Regions from separate parts of the Gossypium arboreum genome. Here region 1 is linked to region 2. A link is a contact called in public Hi-C data. All regions are on one chromosome and are shown on one strand. Each heading gives the region's core, a stretch centred on a gene start, on an enhancer-like site or on the middle of the called end of the contact. The rest is flanking DNA. Distances are from core to core; before and after follow the strand shown. Region 1 holds the start of LOC108470791 (pectin acetylesterase 6-like). Region 2 holds the start of LOC108472827 (chitinase 10).

Region 1 (7,182 bases), core at 35-2,534, 170 kb after region 2:
TCAGGGCAGTCCTGGAATGCAAGAAGTAAATGATGCGTTGAAGTTTGAGAAGTACCAGCTCCTTTAGAAGCAGCTCCTTGAATGAGAGTAAGGGGAATCATGAGAGAGTTGGCACCAGGGGATACTGCATCTTTCTCTAAGAAGGAGAGTAATCTGTCTTTAGCTTTAAGTTCTTGCAACCCATCTTCAGATCGGCTCCAACCAATCCCAACTACACTCCACAAGCTCAAAACCCATATCAGAACTCGCTTCATTATTTCTCTCTTTTGTCTTTTTCACTCCTCTTCTAGATTACAGCTAACTCTAAAAACCAGGGAAAGAAAGAAAAATAAACAAACAATGTATTCAGTGTAGGAGTTCGAAAAGCTTTGCAAAGAAAGCTAAAACCTAAAAATGAGGATGAAGGTGGAACACTTTCAAGGGGAGTGATAATGGCTAGAGATTTCAGCTATGAATTTTGATAAACCCCATTTTTGAATGACAGCAGAAATGAAGGCAAGATGCTACAGTTGAGCGACATTCACTGCTTAGTCAGCCACAAGAGACCGTTGCCTGTCTTGTACCTTTTCCATATGTTTATTGTTTTTTTATCCGTAGACTCTCGTGCAATACTTTAGGCAGCCGCAATCCTTTCCAACTAGTGTAGTTATTTTTCTTGAATGCTCCTCCTAAAATTACATTTACCTTCTTTTAAAACTTCTTCATCTTCCCAACTTCAATCTTCTTTCATTTTATGTCCTTGGAGATGAATGGAAACATTTGGTTTTGGGGCAAAGCAAACAAAACAAGTAGAATTAGGGGGAAAAAAAAGAGAGTAGGTTGGGATCAACTATGAATATGAACACCGACATAGACAGATTCCTGTTCCAGTCCTGTAGTGGTACTAAAACTAAACTAATACTATGCTTACCGACTATGTATTATTGCATGGTCTATGAATGATCATATAAAAATGCTCCACATCCTTACGCTCTCTAAATCCGCCGATAATCTGCCTTCCGGTAATTGCGCTCTATTTTTTACTTTGAATATTTCCTGCATCATTTTCTGGTATTGGGCTAAGTAATAAATTACAAGCGAAAACAAAAAACACTGAATTTTGTTTTAGCTAAATATGCTGGAGGATAAGAAAAACATAATAATATCCTTCTTTATTTATTGCTTAAAGTGCATGTATATTGACGAGAAAGAAAAGAGCAAATTTTGAAGAACCCCATTCTTTTTTCTCGCATTCAAATACTAAAGGAGCATTGTCTTCATCCCTTTCTATTTTATAAGAAATTATCCTGCTTCTTTGATCTTTTTGAATTCATCAATTTTAATCACTATACTGTAAATTTCATCCGTATTTTGTAATTAGATCAACTCTAAGTCCATGCACTTTTTAATTTTTCATAAATTATAATTATTAATTTATTAACCAAAATTTTAAATAATATATGAAAACAATAAACTAACATGACATTATACATATAATAATATATTTGCAACATCAGATTTCAGAAAACTTAACATAGATAATTTATCAATTATCATTTGATAAGTACAAAAACTAATATCAAAATTTAAAACTTTTTTTTTCTCTTTAGCCAACAAAGTTAGAATATGTAAAATTCATATTATAATGGGATGTGCACTTGGCAAATTGAATCCCTAAATTTTTATTACAAAGGTAATAAAAAGAATCAAAATTTGTAAACTAAATAATCCCAACGTCGTCAAGATACTGAAGCAGTTGATAAGGACCACTCATCTTCGCCAAAATGGTAGTGCTCATAGACATCAAGCAACAATTCCCTGCATGGTACAACAGCCCCTAGCTTAATGCAAGCCAAGAAAGCACCTGACAATTTCCGATGAAGACTGTAGGCCTCGTCTGGGGGTGGTGTAAGGCGGTGCCTCAGCATTGTTGCCCCGAGGTTTGAAATGCTTTGAGTAATATTAGTTGAGCGGAAATCATAGCCACCAGACTTTGAGAATGGCAATCCCACAACAAAACCAGCTTGAACGTGAGCCTCCAACATTACCTCTGATTCCTTTCCTGTCAAGAATCCAAGTCTCTGTGACATCTCAATAACTGCTGCTCTGTCATTATTTGCGCAAGCCATAACCTGGTCGAATACATGCAAGGAAGTAATCCTTCAGTTCACAACTACGGACAATCAACTCTGAAAATGGCAAAAGTTAAACCGCAACACAAGGTTGAACACCTCATAGAATTAGTAAGCTTGAAGCAAAGCCACCCTAAAGATCAAACTATATAGAGGTCTAGTAAGCAAGAGTCTAAAAGTAGAAAAATCCATAAAGGCTGAAGACAAACATATGGCTGGTTTTCAACCTAAATGTCAAAAGCAGCTTGTGCTATTCGTGTGGGAAAAAGAAAAAGAAAAAATTTGATGCCACGAGCATTTTTGAAGGGAACAGACCATTCGCAAATAGTCATCAACAAATCGTTTAGGATAATCTCGAGCTGCTCCAAAGTCAATGAGATTGATTGTTTTGGTAGTCTCATCATATAGGAAATTACTCCAATTGGGGTCAGTCTGCATAAGAGCAAGAAAGGACGTCACTTCTTCAACAAGACTTATAAAATGGAACAAAGCAGCATTTTACGAGAATAATAAGAAGCAAACTTAGAGAAAGAGCTAATTCTAAAAAGTTTATAGAAAACCAAAGTCAAGTTTCTTCTTAAATTGATAGCTTTAGGCTTAGATATTTTTGAGAAATAAACAAACCAAAACTTTCATTATGTTTAAAAATAACCTGGCCCTCAGATGACAAAGCAAAAATAGCCTTCAGGGATTTAAATGCTTTGTACAGAAAAGTAGGCAAGAGAGAGAAACACACACAGAAACCTCCTAAGAAAGGAAAAAGACATAAGAGAAAGTATACCTGCATAAAGCGGAAAACAAATAGCTCCATTAATGTCAGTTCTAGCAACTTTCTCCCAACATAATTACGAGTTCCTTGGTCCAGTAATGCAACCTTGTCAATTGGAACTCCTGTAGCAAGTAAATAACATTTTCAAAGTAAACAAATACAATTCATGAGATTATTTTATCAACCTTGTAAAATTGAAACTGTTTTAGAGACCAAATAAGATTGATGCACTTTGATCTATCAGATTCTCCAGTTCACAGTTAAAATATGTTCTTTTAAACAGTTGCAAGAAAGTATCCTCTCAATACTTAGAGAACATAGCACAAACTATGCGAACCAGATGCTTTAAGCAAAATAGGAACCTAAAAGATGCAGCACAATTACCAGAAATAAGTTCCGTGGTTAAAACTCTTTTGCCTGAAATATCATCCACAACAAGTGGAACATAAAATCCCTCATGGCCAGATAGCATATCACGGAATCTTTTCTGATTGGATGCCTCCAACTGATAGTCACATTCTCGAGATAATTCTTCTTTAGCCACCTGCAAGAATTCAAGCAAGGACATAAACATCCAATTTTTTAACACAGAAACTTCAATTGTCAATATACCCAGATAACATCCTCCAATAACCACTACCATTAAATACAGGACTGAGCCCCCATTTTGCGGCATGTAACAGTATAGCCAGAACCAGTAAAAAGGTGCGGAAAAGATCAAACAATACCAGGGAAAGATACTCTTAACTCTATCAACATGCCTAGGGATTGCAATGGATAGTGTGGACTCAGATATTTTCGGATATCCAACTTGCTTTTTGTAGATTTGGATATTAGATCTACTAGTGGATTAAGAGAGGAAGCGGATATTAGCTCTCCAAAAACAGATATGGATTCAAACATCCGACTCCATCATTGGCTTTACTTTTTAAAACTTTTATTTAAAAATATTTTTATATTTAATATATGTGGACTTATTTTTATTTAAAAAATATTTTCATACTTACTAAATGCAGATATTTAGTGGATTCGCATATTTTAATTAATTTGGATTCAAATTTAAGTAGTAATACTTGAATTTAATGTGAATAATAAAGGTATTCAAATTTTAAAGAAATTGCATATATCCAATCTATACTGCCGTCCCTAAATATGCTGGGCTTGGCCAAATAGCTTTGTGAACTATATCTGCAAGTGTCCATCGTTAAACTGTATTGGAAGGCCAACCATTTATTTAACATAGTCAAAACTTAGAAACTCGATAATATAAGTTGACACATGCATAAGCGCATACCTTCATTGCTCTGTCAAGATACAGCCCTTTAGGAATTAGATTTGTATAATCTAATAGAAGTTTGACATTTTCAATGTCACTCTCAATGCTATCTGCCACACCAGGGTACTGAATTTTCATTGCCACATCCATACCATCCTTCATAACAGCTCTGTGAACCTAGAATTTCACAGAGAGAGAGAGAGAGAGAGAGAGAGAGAGAGAGAGGTTAGGTTTTTAGGCTAGTTTTAAAATTGATGAAAAACTAGGAATGGCAAAACCCAAACCATCCCACTCCAATTAGGGCTAGTTTTTTTTCTTTTTGAACAATGGAGGGTAGGTGCGGGTTATTTTGGAAGGCAAATATGGAGCGATTCTAGTAATTGCTTGCCCCATTCCAATATATGAAATTACCCTTATACATGGTAAAAGGGTAAAAATGTAAAATTGCATCACAGAATAAACCCTAAATTCCTTTTTAACTTTTATATCTATAACTATTAAAAGGATGAAATTACCACTTCCTTATATATAATGTATTTGTTGTATAGTAAAATTGTGTATGCTATATTTCTTTTAAAGAGAATCAAATTGGGGCAAAGCAACGCAAGGATGGATGTACCCAACATCCATGGAGGTGATAATGGTTTTTTCAAAATTACACATCCATAGAGGGCAGGGCGAATGGTGGAGCACAGCATGTCAACTATGGAGAGCTGGTGGATTTGGCAACACCGGCCCCACCATGCTCTGTTGCCATCCCTATGAAAAACAATCTAGACAAAAGTTGTTTCATCCAAATAATCTCATTGAGCAAAATATTCCATTTCAAATGATGAAACAAAGCAAGTTGATGGGAAAGCAAGAAAGAGTAAATGGACAAGCATGGTAAGTATTCCAAATGCTGATATTCATTAGCTAAGCAAAAATGTAAAATCTGAATTTCATATATATACAAGAATGGAAAGCCTTGGTAACTAGAAAGAAGCATCAACTTGTCAGGGAGCAGTTGGATTGCACAAGGCAGTTAAATTATCACATAAACACCAGTAAACTTATATAAAGGTTGAAAAGAATACAACTCCCAAAGCTTTGCACAATAACCCATTCCGACCAAATAACATCAATGCTAGAAATATTAATGAGTAACTAATATTAACATGTTCACATATAGATCAAAAGTTTTTTATAGGTAAGACTCCTTGTAGCCAGTAAAAAAGCAACATATAGACAAAGAGACATGCTGCCTTAAAAGGTTACAAAGACTAAACATATATGGAACATCCTAATCAGAATGGCAATACAATAAACACGCAACCATTTGGCTTACCTGGCCAATACTTGCAGCGGCCAAGGGTTCATAATCAAAGCTAGTCAACTTTGTCGACCAACCAGGACCAAGTTCAGCATCCAAAACTTGATTGAGCTGGCTCCTCGGCATCACATCTGCACCTTGACGCACAATATCCAGAGCAGCCAATATCTACATAAAATGAAAGAAGGCAAAAATATGATTGGGCCACCGTACAAAGTCAAGGCAAGTAATCTTAATGAGAAAATCAGAAAATATAGACCACAACCTCCTGCATCATATATTCTCATTTGATATTGAATAAAGACAGAACCACAAATATACCTTTCCCACAATGATTTCCACTATCAAATTACATTCACTAAACACCATCGTAACACATACAGAAGAAAAAAGATAAATCAGCATACCGGAGCTGGAACAAGGGATTCATCTTGTATGCTTAACATCTGTCCGAGTTTAAGAGCTGCGCCACGCATCCTACATAATGCAAGGGCCAATCTTTCGGCATTTTTTTCAGACAAGAATGGTGAAACCGCAGATTGCTTTTCATTTGAGATAGGAGAACCATAAACAAGCCTCTTGGCAGATTCCTGAACTGTTCCCCATGCTAGACCAGCTCCTAAAGCAGCAAAGCTTTTGATGTTATACAAAAAACTAGTCAGCAAAGTAGCACAAAAAAAAAAGAGCATATAATTTGGCAATAGCAATACAAGATAAAACATTAAAAGAAACACACACACAATTTACCCAAATGCTCTAGAAAATGTAGTAGCGGGAACCTTCCTTTCCCTTGGCCTCCGTCTCTTCACAGGTACTGTCGCCTCTGCCGCCGTTTTGACCACTTCGCCGCCGTCCACATACCTCTTATTATCCGAAGTGGACTCACATTCTGTCTCTAAACCATCATTAACAAGTCTCTCCTGGGGAATCGTTTGACCATTATTACTAACGCCTTTATCAGAATCAACCTTTTCATCGCTGGTAAGGCTCGCACGTGCGATGTCGTTTGAGGAATAATTCACAACGTCCTTCCCACCGCCGTCATTGGTGCTGTTGAAGTAGACAACGGAGTCTTTGGGCCTAGGCTTGGAAAATTCGCGTACCTTACCTTTAGTTAAGCCCGTCAGGTCCGTAGCCGAAAGTAAAGCGTTTTTGAGAGAAGAAGAGATTAGGGTTTCGAGATCGCCATTCTTGGCGTGCTCGATCGTTTGGGAGCGTTTAGCAACCTCTCTAGCGATTAAGGAGAGTCCATTGACCAGCCTCCCCAGCTGATTGAAAGAACTCATGCCGCGTTTAATTCAAAGCATCATCTATTTCCTCAAAGAGAAAAATTGTGACTCTGTGACTTGGTTCTCAAAATTATAATTTAGTAAGGGAAAGAGAATGCAAGATCGAAAGAGAAAATGTTGTCCTAAATCCAAGGTTTCGAGTTTCAACTTGCGACCGCTCTTAAGCCTTGAAGGCTACGTGGATTTTGTCGTGTCCATTGGAATCGGGATGTAAGCAAGGTGTGAGACGTGGAGACCTATGGCCCAATGAATCAGTATTTATTGCCACTCTTCTTGGGCTAGCCTTAGCCCAATGCCCGAAGAAATAGTATGTAAAAGAAGAGTTTAGACCTTATGTAATTATTATGTTTTAGGGTTTTCTTTTAAATTATAGTTTTAGTGTTGAAATTTAAATTTAATCCTACTATTATTTTTGTGAAAATATC
Region 2 (7,248 bases), core at 1,251-3,750:
CATTATAATTGAAAGCCAAACCCTAAAGACGGTCCCCCCAATTCCCCAATTGGGAGAGACGATGGATTAACAGCTAGCCCCGCCTACGTTTGGCTCAAATTTAGGTCAACTCACTACACGCTTGGCTCTTAAGTCTTAACGAAACAAGAACTTGTAAATGTCATTACTTATCTTTGAGGATCTCAGCTGATGTCATATTTATATTTGTAATATTAATTTTTCTTGAATATAAAGTAATTTCAGCTTGAGAATAGCTCTTGGGTTTTCATTTCTTTATATGCAGTTGCATTGACCCAAAACTAGGATTTATAAAATGAAACTTTGGTGACTTCATAGTAAATGAAGAATCAATAATTAATGACATAAGTCAACAGAGGATAGATATATAAATCTAATTTAACATTGTAAAGAATTATAAAAATGTTGGCTGGACTTCATCATTTCCCTTTTTTTTCTCTCCTTCCCTTTTTCCTTGTTAAAAATGAGGATTGAAGCTAATTAAGTTGTGACATAAACTCTTCATATTATAAAAACTTTATATTATTATTTGGTACAAAATTTTAAAATTAAGGTTTAAGTGATAACATGTCATTTGAATTAAATTTTAAAATAAATAAATATATACATCATTATCTTAATTTAATTTTTTTTCTTTTAATAGCAACTAACAATATAAGACAGAGATTTTTGAAAATCACTTTCTTTTCATTGTGTATTCAAGGGCTAAGTCAAAAATTTTTTAGAGGTGACGAAATTGAATTGTAATTTTAAAATGGTAAAAATATAATATTATCATTTTAATAGTCTAAATCTTTACAATTTTTAAAAGATTAAATTAAATTTTTATCATTTTAAGGGACCAAAATAAAATTTTACTTTTATTAATTTAAAATTTTAAAAAGTTTAAATGAAATTTTTTTGTGCATCTATTTAAATAACATATTTTTGTGTTTATTATCAAAAATAGAATAAAGTTTAGGTTGTGCTAACAAATACTAGAATTATAAAATTTGGGTTAAACATATAGAAATGTGATGTGTAAATTCTCCAAAATCTTACTACAGACCGTCCGAATATATTTCTGCTTTGGGAACCAATTTTCTTGGGCTATAATAAGTCTTCCCTAGTCTACTTTCACCCTACCTCTCTTGTGAGTTGATAGTACCATGGTGAAGATTCCTACTAGATAATGGACATCATATAATACTTTGGTCTGAGATGATACCCATTTCAGGGCCTATTAGATGTTAGGCTAAGTGATTTCAGCCCCCTCCAAATGGCTTTAAGAAAAAAGATAGCAGATATGAGAGACCCTTTACACCAAAAATATGGGCTGGGCTACCACTTTACAAAAGAAAAAGTTCGAACTTTAACATAAACTGTATTTGGACAACTTAATTAGTGTGAGGGCTACGTTTTTTTGTTGAAAAGTGTAGGGGCTACGTTTTAATCCATGGAGAAGTAGAATCATATTAGCCGCCCCTTTAAGGCCTCGTTTGTTGTGATTTTGAGAAATTATTTCAGATGATTTTGATTGAGATTTAAGTAATATTTGTTATTTTATGATATGAAATTATTGGTATGGTTAGAAGAAAAAAGTATTGTATGAAATTGTAATTTTATGTCATCTTTATTTCTTTTTAATAGGAGAATAACAAATCAAATTTTTTTAGATGAAATTTATCCCCCATTATGTCACTGGCTGACATTAACCCTTGTTATTTTATTGTCATATCTAATATTTAGAATTTGCCTTGATTTAGTAATGCTCTTGTGGCCCGTACCAAAACAATACTTTACCTCTAGATGTCCAATCAACTGTTGTACCCCAACAACTTTCGAGGAGAACCAAGAGAGAATTAACTAACTTGGGATATCACTTAGTTTAGATTTTAACTACTACGGGTTTTATTTTCCTCCAAAGTATTGTTCTTTTCCCTCCCAAATTGACGAATGGTAACTTAAATAAAACCTCTGATCATTAACGACTAATTCCAAACTCCCACCAAATTATTTTTAAAATATAGATTCCAGTACTAGTCAATATAACACCAAAAAATTGGTTGAATCACATATATAGTGGACCTTTGTCACTGTGAATACATTTGACAGAGTCCTCCCAACCCCTTTTACCGATTACATTAACTTGGGTTAATTAGGCAGAATTAGGTTTCCCAGTACCCATCTTTTAATTTCACGATATATTAGAAAACGTAATGAATAGACATTAAGCTTCCCTAGCATTTGCATGTTCAACCTGGAACTGGGAAGAAAGTCATCGTATGTCGACATTTCCACTACATATAGAAATGAGGAATAATTAGTTGCATCAAACCTATCTCTGGAAGTGCTTGGGTCAACTCTTTACATATTACGACCATCTCAAATGGATTGACATTGACTTGTCAAAATATGATTTTAATGATTATTTCTTTTAAGTTTAAAACAAAGTCAAAAGCTCGACATGGCTGGCTGGCTTGTTTATGGGGTTTAATAACCCCCTCCATCTTGTCCGCATGTTCACATGGGACGTATAGTGTGTATAAATAATAGGAGCTGCCTTCATCATCTTCATACAACAAAAACGATTATGGAATCCTCTTCTCTTATTTCCTTCTCATTGCTTTTTTGCTTTAGTATACTATTCTTTGGTTCAAATGGAGTCGAAGCTCGAAGAGCCCCTCCGTCCATCTCTTATTTGATTAGTGAAAATCTGTTTAATTCCATATTTCTACACAAGGATGATAATGCATGCCCTGCAAGAAACTTTTACAATTACACCTCCTTTATTCAAGCCGCGAAATGCTTTCCAAGCTTTGGCAACACAGGGGATAAAGCTACCCGAAAGCGTGAGATTGCAGCTTTTCTTGCTCAAATATCCCACGAGACCACCGGCGGATGGGCCACCGCACCCGACGGACCATACGCTTGGGGCTTGTGCTTCAAAGAGGAAATCAACCCTCAAAGCAACTACTGTGACTCTACCAACACACAATGGCCTTGCTACCCTGGCAAATCATACCATGGAAGAGGCCCCATTCAACTATCCTGGTAATGATATTGCATTTTGCGTGCGCGTGTGTTTTATTGGAAGCTATTAAGCTAAGGCAAGGTTTAACCGAATAGATTGGTGTTATTGATAACAGGAATTACAATTATGGACCAGCCGGGAAGGCAGTGGGTTTTGACGGGCTAAGGAACCCAGAAATAGTAGCCAACCACTCCTTGATCGCATTCAAAACCGGGCTTTGGTTCTGGATGACGGAGCAGAGCCCAAAGCCGTCTTGCCACGATGTCATGGTTGGTAAATATGTCCCGACGGAAGCCGACTTGGCAGCTAATCGGACGGCGGGATATGGTTTGGTAACCAACATAATCAACGGTGGGTTGGAGTGTGGAATACCCAACGATGCACGTGTAAATGACAGAATTGGATTCTTTCAGAGATATGCTCAGTTGTTTAAAGTTGATACAGGGCCTAACCTAGACTGTGCGAATCAAAAGCCGTTTTAACAAAAATGGGGTTCCCTACCTTTGTTTTCTTCTTGTATAATAAAACAGGGCGTGCTTGTTTGTTGTGACCTTGTGATACAATTGTAATTTCTATAATAATAGTAAATGTTTATTCTGACGGAAGAGCAAAGGGTTTTTCTCAATGGAATTTTCTTTTTGTTTTGTTTTAGGGTTGATTCTCTGTGAGATTTTATGAATAGATTATTCTAAAATCTGACGTTAATGATCAAGGCTGAAACTTGCAGGAAAATAACATGGCTATAAGAAGAAAACGTCAAAGCATAAACTGACAATGACGTTCAAATCAGCCAATTTATTTGGTGCAACCACAGCCCAAGAACTAAAAGTTTCCAGGCCTTCACTCTCCTATTCCTTCTAAGTGGACTATTGGGCTGAAGAGAGAGGAATAGAAGACAATTCAGAGGACAAGCAGCTAGTGAAGACTTTATTGTAAATACTAAATACTATTAAAGAGATTGTACACAAGAGACTTATAGGTAAGAATATTAAAAGGCTTTCCTTAAGTAAAACATAACAATCCATCACCAATGAAAGATTTACAACCAAAAGACAAGACTGATGCTTGTTACTCAATCATTCTAGTATGTCCATGATACTTTTTTTTTTCTAAACCCTAAACATATCCCACCATATATTTTATGCATACGCATCTCCTATTGATTTTCACTCCACCAAAAAGAAAAGAAAAGAAAAACAATTTTTTATCAAAGTTCAGCACTTGATCTACTTATCTTCAATCTCCTCACAACTGACAAGAACATCCTACAGTACATGCATATATAGAACAGCTTCAGCTGTGGTGTACTATAAGGAATGACCATCATCACCATATATAAGACATATGGAAATGTTGTTTACTTACTGCCAAGGAACATCACCAACCATCATCCAATCCCCTTCCTTGTCTTCATATGTTAGTACATGATATTCCTCGAAATGATCTCCATTCACCTCAGCCTCAGCCCCTGCATGGATTCGTCAAAACTTCTGTTCAGGGGGAAAAGAAAAAACAGCTGTTGCATTTTTAACGAAGGAAACAAAAGAAGTAGAAAGATGAAACTTAACAGATGAGGTTTGTATTAAACATATGTTCAAGAGTTTTTATCAGGTCACAGTAACTCCGGCGAGCCAACAGGTCTACTTTTCTACCAATAGGAATTCCTTCCATGTAAACTTTGACATAAAAAGTAGCACTGTTGCACTCATCTTGTTCGGCAAGCTCCAGCCTTAGCAGCGGCTTTATTGGCGATCTTTGCTTCCTGATATACATGTATACGTACCAATTTACCCAAAACAAATGGTAGTGTTTCTTTTGAAGATGATGGTGAGTAAATAACTAAACACGCACCTTGCATAAAGAGGAGAGGTTGAAATGCTAAGACCAAGGCTAAGATCGGTGTTATGGTCCCTCTACGAAGAGGAAGAAGCAGCAGTAGCAGTGCTTGAGGAATCAAAGTGGTTGCTGCTCCCTATAGAAGATGAACAATAACTAATTGCCCTTCTCATTTTCTGAGATGTGGGAACTAAGACTGAAGAACAAAAGCCGCCACCTTTGGTTTAAATAACCAGAAAGAGAAGGAAATACTGTATATATAATGGAAAACAGTGGTAGTAAGTATTGGTAGAGAATCAAGAGAGGCAGTTCTTTCATATTCCTCGCCATGGTTGGGATGATATGTCGTCAGAGCAGCCGACATGTATACGTCTTATCTCATGATTTTAACTTTTTGTTTCTTGGGAGTTAAATTCAAGGAGGCTCCATGTGCGGGTTCTGTTTTGCGTTTGCTTCTCGTGTGCAAGTTCAAGGATTCATGCACAACACACGGGTAATTTTATAGCCTTCCGCATTTATATTTAGTCACCACCTCATGGCATAAATGTTTGATTTGTCTTTTGGTAAACCATATCTGAATTGAAATATTAGTAATTTTATATGGTAAAATAGTATTTATTATATAATTTATTTTAATAAAAGATAATTATTATTTATATTTTCCATAAAACAGAATTTAAAAGATATCATGATGAAGTTATGCATTAAAACTCAAATTGTTGTTCTTTTTAAAACAAAATCCTTTTTCCTCACGTGGAAAGGAAACTCTTGTTTTACCTTAAAAAGAAAAGGCTTGGTTATCATCGTTGTGTATCTATCACCTTAATAATTAACTCTAAGAAAAAGGGGAACAAGAAAGATTGGCTTGCACCAAAAGAAACGCCAATTTTGCGAGAAAGAAACTACAGGAAGGAAGATCTAAGATGAGAAAAAGCAAAAGCTGATGTCCCCCACCATTTCTTGCCCAAATCTATGTTAGCTTCGAAGGGCCATGGGATGGGAAACCTATTGTTTTACTGTTCCAAACACTTTTTTTTTTTTGTCCCTTTAAACACAGTACTGTTTGAACATAAAGTTTTTTTAACATGCCAACGAAATAGTGACATCTAAATTCGAATTTTAAAATTTCTAATTATTATTTAAAAAACATTTTTCCTCATTTACAGTAATTTTTTCTAATTATTATTATGGGTCAAACTTGCTATTGCTTTATATTTCAGAATACCAAAATTGTCAAGGATAGGCCCGGGTGAGGGCATTTTCCCATTTTAGGGGTTGCGCTAAAACTTTTTCTTCCCTGGTTTTTTCCCTATAATTTTTTTCAATGACTTATATTTTGAAATTATTACTCCGTTTTTAAAGCGTCGATAAGTTTAGGGGCCTTTGCTAGCGATGACACCCCCAAAAAAAAAAAAAGAAATCTGCCGCCCAGTCTCAGGCTAAACATGAAGCTTTCCTTAAAAACCTAACTGGAAATTTAGGTAATTTCCATGCAGAAGGGAAGTTTAGGTGAGAAATAAAACATAAGGCATGTTCTTCTTGGCACTAATTTTAGAATAACTCCTTATTCGACTCCTAAAATAACAAATATTAAACAATAAAATGGTACTTAAATTATATTAATTTTCTTAAATTAATATCTAAATTATTAAATCGTTACCTATTTTACCCCAACTATTAGCCCATTAGAATATAAAAATTCAGCCAATCACAATTACTGCCCATGTATTGCCAGATTTTCTTAGATGTTATTCCCGTCAAACAATTTTTATTTTCTCATCAACCAAACACCCAACAAAAAATCTATTGCTTCTTGTACAAAGCTTCCACCATTTATTATCTTCAAGTTTCAACTACTTCTACCATTTTCAAGCTTTCAATCTTTTTCTTTCTTCACCTTTCGTTTTGGGGTGTTCTTATTTTTTAAGTTTTTTTTTACTAAAACATTAATGGAATTAAAGGGTCAGATGCTAAAATGGCGTTGACATTTGAATCTATTCAAAAGAATCAAGTTAAATAGCAATAATGAATCGATTCAAACATAAAATAAAAAAAAGAAAAAAAAATTCGAGTCAATCAACAAAACAATCAATTCAAGTAAGCAAAGAATCTATTCAAATGAAATAGCAATGCTTTTGGTGCTCAAGCAAAGAAAAGAGAGAGAAGAAGAAGATGAGCCAAAAATTTTATTTGAACAAATCTGCAAATTAATCTCATTTACTTTTTTATTCTTCAAAAACTGCTTTGTTTTTTTTTGTTTTTTTTTTTACTTAGGAAGTCATTGTATGAAAGTGAAGATTTGACTATTTTTTATACATTCTCTTTTATTAAAGATCTTTTTGGGTTTTGTACTTCATTGTATAAGGAAAGAATATGTGAGA

Evidence for each region. Hi-C and Micro-C count contacts between places; a contact is called where the count stands out from the background.
Region 1: a Hi-C map of leaf shows a contact between it and region 2, with 2.8 times the contacts expected there. The contact joins the promoter of LOC108470791 here to the promoter of LOC108472827 in region 2. A contact is called at or near these places in 2 of 5 Hi-C or Micro-C datasets (both in leaf).

The regions. Positions count from the first base shown.
Region 1 is chr11:11,113,123-11,120,304 of ASM2569848v2, forward strand. It overlaps LOC108470791 (pectin acetylesterase 6-like), which reads right to left and starts at 1,285. Exons shown (of 14, transcript XM_017772261.2): 1 at 911-1,285; 2 at 56-303. The coding sequence starts at 254. LOC108474102 (protein ABC transporter 1, mitochondrial) reads right to left here and starts at 6,986. Exons shown (of 7, transcript XM_017776009.2): 1 at 6,216-6,986; 2 at 5,876-6,101; 3 at 5,484-5,636; 4 at 3,265-3,424; 5 at 2,893-3,002; 6 at 2,427-2,543; 7 at 1,498-2,111. The coding sequence starts at 6,754. The coding sequence ends at 1,719.
Region 2 is chr11:10,942,446-10,949,693 of ASM2569848v2, forward strand. It overlaps LOC108472827 (chitinase 10), which reads left to right and starts at 2,501. Exons shown (of 2, transcript XM_017774386.2): 1 at 2,501-3,051; 2 at 3,147-3,643. The coding sequence starts at 2,525. The coding sequence ends at 3,513. It also overlaps the pseudogene LOC108472376.